Regions from separate parts of the Gossypium hirsutum genome. Here region 1 is linked to region 2. The links are chromatin contacts, called in public Hi-C maps. All regions are on one chromosome and are shown on one strand. The core of a region is the stretch at or near the end of the contact, and the rest is flanking DNA. Distances in the headings are between cores, read along the strand shown.

What was found. A called contact is a pair of places that touch in the nucleus more often than the background predicts.
Region 1: a Hi-C map of leaf shows a contact between it and region 2, with 2.6 times the contacts expected there. The contact joins the promoter of LOC107951343 here to the promoter of LOC121208538 in region 2. A contact is called at or near these places in 2 of 34 Hi-C or Micro-C datasets (callus and leaf).

The regions. Positions count from the first base shown.
Region 1 is chrA02:29,826,510-29,832,242 of Gossypium_hirsutum_v2.1, forward strand. LOC107951343 (receptor protein kinase CLAVATA1) reads right to left here and starts at 1,894. Exons shown (of 2, transcript XM_016886352.2): 1 at 1-1,894. The coding sequence starts at 1,266.
Region 2 is chrA02:29,461,645-29,467,608 of Gossypium_hirsutum_v2.1, forward strand. It overlaps LOC121208538 (thaumatin-like protein 1), which reads left to right and starts at 3,090. Exons shown (of 2, transcript XM_041079477.1): 1 at 3,090-4,134; 2 at 5,554-5,964. The coding sequence starts at 3,284. The coding sequence ends at 5,755.

The DNA.
Region 1 (5,733 bases), core at 644-3,143, 360 kb after region 2:
ATTGAGAAGGTTTTTCATGATACGAATCTTGGTAAGAGACTTGCAGTTGCCAAGTTCTTCAGGGAGTGGACCAAAGAAGAAATTTTCCATCATAATCAACGTCTCCAACCTCCCCCCCCTGCATAAATCCCGAGGAATCAATCCAGTGAGGTGATTCGAAGCAACGTCAAGCTTATAAAGCTTCCCATTGCGCCCCAGATTCTGGGGCAATTCAAACGTAAAGTTGTTTCCCCACACCTGAAACACTTCAAGATGAGGATAATCGCCTACGAATGACGGTATCAAACCGTAGAGATTGTTTTTGAACAAATTTATAAGCGTAATGTTGTTCAAAGCAGAGAAACTGTCCGGTATCTCCCCTGTGAGTTCATTTATAGAAAGATCAAGTGATTTCAAGCTGATTAAACCAGAGAGTTGAGAAGGGATACGGCCGGTGAGACGGTTGAGTTGAAGGAACAAGGAGTGCAAGTGTTTCAAATTGCTCAAACTCGAAGGAATCTCACCGGTTAGGTTACAGCTTGCCATGTCGAGAAGTTCGAGTTGACTCAATGACCCATACTCAGGTGGAATGCCTCCAACGTAGGCGTTGAAGTATCCGATTACCAAGTATTTGAGGTTTGTTAAACTAGCCAAAAAGGCAGGAGTTTTCCCTGTTAAACCGATGCCATTAAGACCCAAATATTCCAAGCTCTGGATTTCAGAGTACTCCTCCGGTATCTCTCCCATGAAAAAGTTGCCTCCGAAAGATAAATGCTTGAGATATTTAAGATTGACGACCTCAATGGGAAGAACACCCGTGAAGTTATTGTTATAAGCATCGAGAGTCTCGAGGTGAATCATGCCTGCAAAGATTTCTCCAGGGAAACTGCCTTGGAAAACATTGTTGGAGATGTTGAATATCTTAAGAGAAGTCAAATTACCCATCTCCACAGGAATCCTCCCCGTAAGACTATCGGAAGAAATAGTGAGGTTGACTAGCTTGTTGAGAAGCCCAATTTCAGGAGGAATAGTGCCAAAGAGAGGAGCAAACGACACGTTCAGAGCAACAACACTGAAATCCTCATCGCATTGAACACCAGAGAAACGGCAATGTGCTGATGGAGATGAAGAGAATTCCCAGTTCTCGAGTCCCAAACCTTTGGGTCCAATCATTGAAGACTTGAGCAGCAACAGAACTTCAAGATCACTGGAACCATAGACGATGGCTGAGAAGAGTAGTAGAAGAGTCGAGAAAACACAGAGAAGATAACTGTAAAAGCTTCTCATTTCAGTGTTCTTCTCTTTTCCTGAGCTCAGAGAGAGGTGAAGGCTTTACTATCAGTAGCTCACTACGTTAAATAGAGTTGTACTGTATATTGGGTCGCAAAGAGGATCGTAGTTCCCAAAGCATCAAATGTTGGATATGAAATAAACAAATACAAAATCTGAACTCTGAAAAAGTCAGGGAGAGAGTGTGTGAAAGGGCGGAGTCTGGATTGCATGAAACCGCTAAAGACACGGCAATACGATGGCCCATGGTTCGCATCGTACACTACATGGAATTGAAAATGGTAGAACACAGAAAGGGTTAACGTTGAATTTACTAGTTTTTAAAGCTTGTCAGCTCTGTGAGTCAAACATGAGGGAGGGAGGGAGGGAGGGTCCCCATGGCAGCAGGAAGAACGATTGAAACGTTAACTCGGGACGGAGTTGATGAAGGTTACTATTTTACGTGGGGCTTAGAGACTGTGAATTGCTAAGGGTACTATACTCATCTGGTTTGACGGCGTGATCTGCCGGTTCTAAAGATTGGCCCTATTATAAATGCAGCTGCCCACTGCATTACTGTCAGACGCCAGTTGTTTTTTCTTTTTCTGAAAGAAAAAAATCACTCGGAAAAACTGTCAAATTCACTAGGTTGAGCTTGGTAAAAATATTATACCATATATATCTTATTATTATTTTGAGCATTTGGGATTATGAAAGATGAATGTGGATTTTGTCTTTTGGGGGAGTGATGAAGACAGGGGATGGGCTTTGGGGGTCAATTGCTGGGCCCAGATTAAAGGCTGTGAATGTCCTTTCCCGAAGAAACACCTTTTTCTCCCTCTGACTCCTTTTTGGCAGTGAGCTAAAAGTCTACTCTTTTTGTTCTTTTCTCCGATCGGGACCGTCCACAAAATAGGGGACCATTGTTGATTGCCTCTGCACTAACCTCTCCTTTTGCTTCCTTCCCTATCCCTTATGCAATTGTTTATGGACCAACCCAAGTATTCTGCAACTTCTTCTAACCATCCAAGTGCTTTGACATCCAAAGTAGAATTTCTTCATCATCTCATTCAAATATTTGTCTTCTTGTTTAAGCAACATTTATGATTGGGCCATTAGCTTGTTAGAAAACTCCCAAGGGAAAAAAATAAACTATGTTATAAAATAACATATGATAGTGTTCATGAAAAAGATAATGTAAACATGACTATATCATGAATATAGATATGCTGCATTGTGAGATAAGGTATAGATTAAAGAGTCAAATGGATATTAAATTTTTTTTGTAATTTTAAGAGTCCAAATTTCAGGAGCATAGGGAAAAACAATAAAAGATGAAGGTTAACCCTCACTAGGGCTAAGAATAAAAATCAACTCAAATCGAGATATTTAGATAGTTTATCGAATATAAGTTAAAAAATCACAATGACCCGAAATTGAATTAAATTTTATTTTTTATTTACATATAATTAATTTTAGTTTTTATGATATAAAAATAAATATTTTATATTTAAAATAGTTAATAATTTAAAAGTTCTTAAAGAATTATTGTTTTTGAGAAATATTTATGAAAAAGATCTAATTTTTTAAATAATATTTAAAAGTCATAAAATAAACCTCATTTTATCAAAATAAGTCAAAAAATAAAAACAATAAATTCATATAAAAAAATTGAGAACCAAATCGAACTAAACCGAATTATGATGGATGGTTCAGAAAATTTAAAAAATCTGATTGAACTAAATCAAAACCACCCTTGACAACAAATGTTAGGTACTACAAGTTAAATTTGTATCGATACAAGTATAAGATTCTCAAAAATATCTTTGAAAAAAAAGCTTAACCTCAACACCTGTAACTGTTGAAATTATATAACATCATCTCATCATGTCCCAAATTATGGAAATCAAATTCTCTCAAATTTTTTGGTAAAGAACCCTGACCTCAATACATATGAATACGAGGCTAGGGTAAAATTAACCACATGAACCTCAACATCAATTAGTGTTGAGGTCGTTTAATATTTAAAAAATGCACAATTTGAGAAATAATGAAAAGAGAATGTTTTTTTTTTTAATTTTTGAATATGGTGAAAAAAAATATTTCTACAATAAGTATTTAAAAAAAATTCATTTTCACGGTATTTTTTGGTAGTATCTTTATATTCATGAGTGTCGAGATTAATTTAGGGTTTTGATTATTGAACTACCTTGAAATTAAGGAAAGGATAAGGTGTAACGATTCAGTTTTCAACGGTGTCGTAAAAATTTGGTTTTAGATTGAATAAATTGAGTTGAGTTAGTAAATAATTCAAATAGGTTAATTACGTGTTGAGTATGAATACGGAAGGTTGAATTGTTAGGTTTTATTGAATTAAATGAAAATTAGTTTAGACTTAATAGGTCTTTCAGTGGTAATTAATTAGCAATTCTACCATCATTAAATAAAGGGTAGTCGCTTGGAATGTATGCAACCGTTGGATCCCACCATTGTTTTGATTATTGCTTGATAACCATTGATTTTGGTTTAATAATTTTAATTAATTAAGTTAATAAAGTGGGAAAGAGGAGTGAAAACGTCTTAGCTTCATTCTCATTCTCCTATCCCCTTTACCATCCAACCCAAAGAAAAACTTTGTTCTTTTCTTTTTTCATTTTCGTAGCAAACAACAAAGAAATTAGTAAGTTGAATTATGGATAATTAATACTAGTTAATGAGAGCCTAAGATGTAGAATCGTTAATTAATCAATTTTTAATCGTGTAAAGTTTTGAGAATCTTGAATGTTTAGAGTTTAATTACATGCATGTTTGAGTTTAGCTGAAATCATGACAGGAATGAGTTAAAAATGTGATAAGAGATTATTGATTTAAGTGTAATTTTCATTTAGGTAATTTAGTTGATTCCTTAATAGTAAAAGAAAGGAAGTTTGAGGTTGCATAGAACATAATAGTATCATGAGGTCCCTATACTATATTAATGAAGTTAATTTTAAATTCGATCGGATAAATTGTGAGATACGAACGTTTTGGACATTAGGAATCCGAGGACTAAATCAAATAAAATGCATTCATGTATATAATGTGTTGGTTTGTATTTGAATTGTGTGATTAATAAATTTTTTTGTATTCAGATTTAATTTCACAGCTAAAATTGATGTAGGACCATCCTAGGATAAAGGGAAATCCAAAACCATTAACGAATGGCTAATATGGTTTATGCTCTCATAATTCGAGTTCGTAAAATAAATAAATAAATATATATGATTGAATTGTCAAAAGATTGAAAATAGTAAACTATCAATATGGTTTTATTTGAAAGATGCTTATATACCTGATTTTGTAATTATGATCATTGGTATGTGATTTGTATATGTATATACTTTCTTTATATATTATGTGATGATTAATAATGGGATTCCTGCTCTTAATGTTTTCAGATAAAATCACAGGTATAGCTCGCATGTCATAAGGTCTATATTGATAGGTGGGAGATTTAGCACTATGTGCATACATATTTTGATAGTTCTTTAATACCTCGGGGGTCGATAATGTATCAACAACTGAAATACCTTGGGGTACAAGCATATTTTGGCATGGCTGGTTGGATCAGAGCATTTATGTCCGATTAGCACTTCAATGCATATTTGGTGTGATGTTGAATTGATCTATGTATTTATTCTTGTATCCGATTTGGTTAATAGAGATTAAAATATAAAAATCGTATTTTGAACATATATTGAATTGATATGAAATATTGATGTCAATATGAGACATGATTTTGGTATGTTAATTTATATGCAAATACCATGAGGGTGCATCCGAAATTATATCAAGAAATTAAATAAAGTATTTATGTGAATAAGATGAAATGATAAATAATCTGTTGGTATATATGTGTAACACCCCACACCCGTGCCCCACGTCGAGTCGGAATATGAAGCATTACCTAACTTAAACTTATGCATATAGACATTTTCATAACACTAAAACATGGTCAAATTAAAACTTTTTCAATTTTATTTATAAACTCCTTAATAAGAGCCTACTAAGCCCAAAACATCCATTGGAACCCATTCGGAAACAATCCGATTCTTTTAAAGAACTCTGAAAATAACTCTTAACAAAGGGGCACACGCTAGTGTGGGAGGGGCAACACGCCCGTGTGACATTTCAGTATGGTCGTGCTATTGGCCCTTGTGGCTCACACGGCATAAGCAATACAGGGACACGCCCGTGTCCTATACCCGTGTGGAATTAATTCTAAATGCACACCTACAGGGGTTTTCACACGGCTTGGAACACGCCCGTATCTCTAGCCCATGTCTTCCACACGGCCATGGCACGCCCGTGTCCTAGCTCGTATGCAAAAACTTGGACATTCTGTTTCTGACGTCAGCAATACTTAAGGGCCACACAGCCAAGGCACACGCTCGTGTGCTAGGCCGTGCCCTTCACACGATTGAGACACACGGCTGTGTCTCTACC
Region 2 (5,964 bases), core at 1,840-4,339:
ATAAAATAATATAAAAATAATTTCTCTAACGTCATATTTGTGGTTCAGAAACTACTGTTCCGACTAGGCCCAAAATCGAACTGTTACATTACTTATTAAAATACTAAGTTGTTGACATAAACATATGTTATACTTAATAATTTAATAAGTTGAATCCTTAGATGATGCCTAAAAAGGTAACCTTGAAGTCGTATCAAACATACACATAAACATATGCTTACATCCATGGGTTGTGATTATATTTATTTTATAATATTGTAAGGTAAGCATTCTTACTCTATAAAGGATGGTCAATATATGTGTGTGTATAATGGTTGTCTGGCCAAAGTCATTAGTTCGAGTTCTGTATGTTTGGGATAAGAAGTATGAGTAATTTTCATTTTAAACCACTACCATCTGCTTCTAAAATGAATGATATGATATGAACCGATCCATGGAAATAGAGTTAAAGGAAATATGTTGTGTAGCCTCTGGTATGGCATATATATATTTCAAGTTGAATTGACATAGGACAATTAAACATGCTACTGAATGATTCTGAAATGGGGAGCTATTAGGAGAGAATGTATATGAATGAAACGGAAACATGTGATACGAATCTAACTTTGAATTTTAGGTATGTCGCTGACATGAAAATGGAATGTCTGTGTTATGATTGTGTTGGCATATAGAATTCGCCCATGTGACACACCATTGGCGTACTGAGTCTGTTTGAGTTCTGTACACGCCTGTAGGCGTACTCTGTGGTTATAAGTGATTCCTTTGCAAGATTGAACTGTGTTATTAGTATCTTTACTTAAGATTTCCATGGAACACACTAAGTTCTTTCGAACTTACTAAGTTACCCCTTTTTATATCAAGCTTTTTGTTAAAGGATGACTTTTTGTAGGACTACGCCAGAGGACATCTGCTTCTATGAAATATCTGTTTATTAAATCTATACATGATAAATGGGGGATGATGATAGTTGTATTTTGAGAATGATTTGTATATAAACTTATGTTTGACAAACTATGTTTTTATAAAGTTTTATTAAAGTTATGGAATGATTTTAAAGTATCATATTTGGATTAATGAAGATATCTTACAATAACTTGTTCTCCATTTGTCTTATACTTTATTTCTTCCATTGTATTGAAGATAACTTCAACACTACAATTTTACAAGGTTTACGCAAGAAACAATTTTAAAGATAGATGTTTACTATGTAGTGACACGTCTGGTTCGCTGGTCCTCGAATAACGGACTTAAATCGCTTAAATTACTAAGTGACTCTATTTTATCTCTCGATCTCAATTTTATCAACTTAAACAAATTAATCCGACTTATTTCTCGATCTCATCGGCTAATCTAGGACTAATGAATTGGTGCACAACAAGATTACCTCTCGGTCTCACTTGTCTAGAAATTCCCTTAGGGAGTCAATTCCTAAGTTTTTAGGTCTATTCAATTTAGTCCAATTTATTACGATTTAGATCATTGTCCAAAAAGTCAGCTTACTCTCATATCCAATAACCAACCCCTGTTGAGGTTTAGCTATTCATGCTGAAAATAAAAATAATGGACATGTAAATGAAAAGCAAAGAAACCATCAAAATAAAGCTTAAGAAAAATATAAAAGTTTGGATTTTTACACCATAAAACTTAAAGAACATGAAACTAAGGGCATTCAACCAGAATATAAGGTAAAAAATATAAAAGGAACAAACTTTAGCTGATTTAAAGTAAAAGAAACTGAAATACATTAAACTAAAACTAGAAATGTCTTACAGACAAGGTACAAAGACTGAAAGTGAAAATAAACCTAAGATATAATGATAACTAACTTAACTAACACTAAGAACAAGAAGCAAGTGCAAGAAAATAAACTCTAAAACTAAGAAAGAAGAAGAGAAAATAGAAACCCTAGAAAAGTTGTAGAAAAACTAAGAGAAAACATAGAGAAACTAAAGCTAAAAACTAAACTAATGCGTATATCTCTCCTCAACCAAAATTGGCTGTTTTAGGCTGAATGTTGATGAAATTTCGTTGCCAAAATTGCCTCTACACAGGCATTGGGTGATTGGTGGATAGGGTGGACAAAGACTACCTTTTTTTTCCAATCTTGTCCCCCTCAGATGTTAGTGTAGTAATACCTAGAAGAGGATATCGCGATACCCTAGTCAATCTTGAACTTGGGGGTTTTCTTTGAGGGTCGAACCGCTATACCACTGAAAGGTGGTCTCCAATCTTCAAGCCTGTTGGAGGTATAGCAATTTCAAGGTATGGAGATTGCGATACCCTTTGCTTTAGTGCTGTTTTCGCTCATTTTCAACCTCCAACAGTTCCCTACACAGCTTGAAATGAATAAAAAGACATTACTTTGCTTGAAAATAAATTCCTTAAGTATATTGAGAAAGCCTAATTTACCATATCAAATTATGGCCGATCAACATGCATGGAACTTGAGCTTATATTTATGTGATTTTTTAGTAAGGTAAAATTGTGAATACTTTTGGATTTTAAAAAGAAAGTGTGTTAATTTGTACACTAATAATCAATCTTATATTAACATAAAGAAAATAAATAAATGTGGATAAATTTTAAATATTTATAGTCAATATATAAAATAAAACATAAGACATTAAAATTTGGAGTTCACATATACTTACTAATATTTCTAATAATCACGCTAAAACCTGCAAAAACAAATGTATTATTTAAATTAAAAATAACATATTGCTTAGAATACATAATTTATTTATTTAACAAATTAAAAATAAAGTGATGGAGCTTACCTAAAATTGGAAATTTCTCCAAAATTTTGATATCTTGTGGGTTAATTTTCAAAATTTGGAGATATTTTGGGGACATTTTTTATTTTTGAAATTTTATAGGGGGTATGATTTCATTTTTGGCCGATGAATGTATGATTTTTATTGTGTGCGGAGATTGTTTGGGTTTGGGGTTTTAAAAGATTAATGAGTGGGTTAGGTTTAAAATTTAAATTGTTTTTTTACTTTGACCGGTATTGACAGCATGATTCATCAATGACTCAAAATTTCAACATAATTTAAGACCTAAATCGATACCCACAATTTCGATATGGACCTCCATCAATCCAATTTTTTATTTTCATGTGGCAAAGAATAATTAATTTTACGCCCATATCTTTTCCCATATTATCGGGATTTTACCATGTAATAAGGAAATCCTGTAGGGTTAGACAGACATAGAGCCGGTACCAATAGCAACTTCTACTTAATTGGACCACCTTTCATCTGTATATGACGTTATAAATTGCATGAACTCAGTCTTTCCCAACCCAATCCCCCAAATAGAAGAAATCTCAATCTGCTGGGTTTTGGCCATCCACCACACCTTCCACTTCTTCTTCCCAACTTTTATGTCCCAACCAACATTGATTGCCGCTATTTGTGTTCTTACTCTGTCCCATGTAGTTCAAGCAACAACCTTTACCATAGTAAACAAATGCGATTATGTGGTATGGCCTGGAATTCTCTCAAACGCTGGTGTTCCAACACTTGCTACAACAGGTTTCACCCTCCAAAGAGGTGAAACCAAAACCATTACCGCCCCCACATCATGGGGCGGTCGCTTTTGGGGTAGAACCCATTGTTCGCAAGATTCCGACGGAAAATTCTCATGTCTCACCGGTGATTGTGGCTCCGGGAAGCTTGAATGTTCTGGGAATGGGGCTGCTCCGCCTGCCACTTTGGCTGAATTTACTTTGGACGGTGCTGGTGGGCTTGATTTCTTTGATGTGAGTTTGGTGGACGGTTACAACATTCCTATGTTAGTGGTTCCTCAGGGTGGCAAAGGTCAAAATTGTAGCAGCACCGGCTGCGTTGAGGATCTCAATGGCTTGTGTCCTTCGGAGCTTAGGATAATGAGCAGTAACGGCAGGGGTGGCATCGCATGCAAGAGTGCTTGCGAGGCCTTCCGCCAGCCTCAGTACTGTTGCAGCGGCGCGTATGCCACACCCGCTACTTGCAAGCCTTCTTACTACTCCCAAGTCTTTAAGAGAGCTTGCCCACGCGCCTACAGCTATGCCTATGATGATAAAACCTGCACCTTCACATGTGCCAATGCTGCCGATTACTCCATTACTTTCTGTCCTTCACCTAACACCAGGTAAATTTTCTTTTATTACAGAATGATAACATTTTCTTTATTCTTCTTTTTCTTTTTACAATATTTAATCATGTCATCTGCTTGCTAATATAAACTCGCAAAATTAAAAACAATTAAATATATTATTATTTAAAAATGAAGCGAAAATTTTCGGCAAAAATATTCTTAGGTTTCTCCAAATTTGAGTAAATTTATCTCTCACAAAAAAAATCTCAAAAAATTAAATTAATTTAATCTTTATTAATTTAAAAAATGAGTAAATAAAGACAACAAGTTAATTTATTTTTTTAAATATACATAATTTTAATTGATTTGATAAATTTAATTTTATTTACATAATTTTTTTATTTGGCTTCAATTTAAAAAATTTAACAAATTTAACCTCAATATTTATATTTAAATAATTATTATAAGATTAATTTATAAAATTAGGATCAAATTTAAAAGAATGTATAAATTTTAAAAATTAAATTTATTATAATAATTAAAATTATGTATAATTGATAAAAATATTAATATTTTAATTAGTTGAATTAAATTATTTAATTTTTTTAAGAGGAATTAATTTATTTAATTTTAAAATTAAAAGAGTCTGGAGTGGTGTTTTTTTTTTAATTTTAAATAGTGCCTTTTGTCCCGAAAAGAACGTTGGCGTGAAGGGTCTGTCAGCTCAGCCCAATTTTTCACGTGGCTCGGCGACAAACAACAATAATTTGCACATCTGACCGTTGAGGGTAGAGTCAAGACACAAAAGACTCAAACCCAACTGAAGATAGGCTGGGGGTATAAGGGTCCTTTTAGGCGTTCTGACATATTTAAATGAATAGCTGTCTAATTAATGGTCCTTGGAAGATGAAAACTGGGCTCCAGGGGATCTGAATTTAGCGCATCGATCTCTCGTGGAACCGGATCCCGTCCCGCAAATTGAGCCAAATTCTCTGACACACTGAACTCTGAAGTTCTATAATTGGCATCGTTGCTAACGGGAAGTAGGAGATACTCATAAACTACATGCTTCCAATCCCAACACATTTAACGTAAAAATATGGTAGAACTAGTTTTGGATTATATTTTATTTTTTATTTAAAAATTGATTAAATTAATATTTATACTTTATATTAAATATTAAATTATTTTTTAAAACATTTTTATCTATTTTTATTATTAGAATGTGACACATCACCTAAATATTTAGTTATTTTATTAATAATATTAATTTTTAATAGTAGAAATAAATTAAATTTTTAATTAAAAAGATTAATTTAATTTTTAATATTTAATTTATCGATTTATTTAAATAAAAGAGTCAAAATATTTTGAATCTTAATGCGGAAACCTCCACTTACTTTCACCACACATTACCATTGTTGTCAACATAATTAATTATCCAGAGTTCTTTTAACGGTTGGTAATTTGCAGCCAGAAGTCATCGCAAGAGGCGACAACGCCAGGGCAGAACACAGAAACAACAACAACGGCGATGCCAACGTCACCTCTTGTCGACAACACAATCATGTACGAAGGGTTCTTAGATGAAAGTGAGGCATCACCATTCAGGGTCACCACCTACATATTCGGAATCATCACGGTGGCAATTTGGTGGTGGTGCCAAATCTTCTAATTTATTCCATATACATAGTCGTAAGAAATTTTACTAAATCCCCTATCTAACTTTGGTCCATAGCTGAGGTGTGGGATGTGCTGGGTCTCATGGTGACATGGAATCCAGTCATGACAGAGAAAGCTCACCTGGCAATTGAATTGTATTGAAGCCCCCCCTTCATAATATTTGCAACTGCAACATGCAAGTGTTGGTGGGGATGAAGGGCC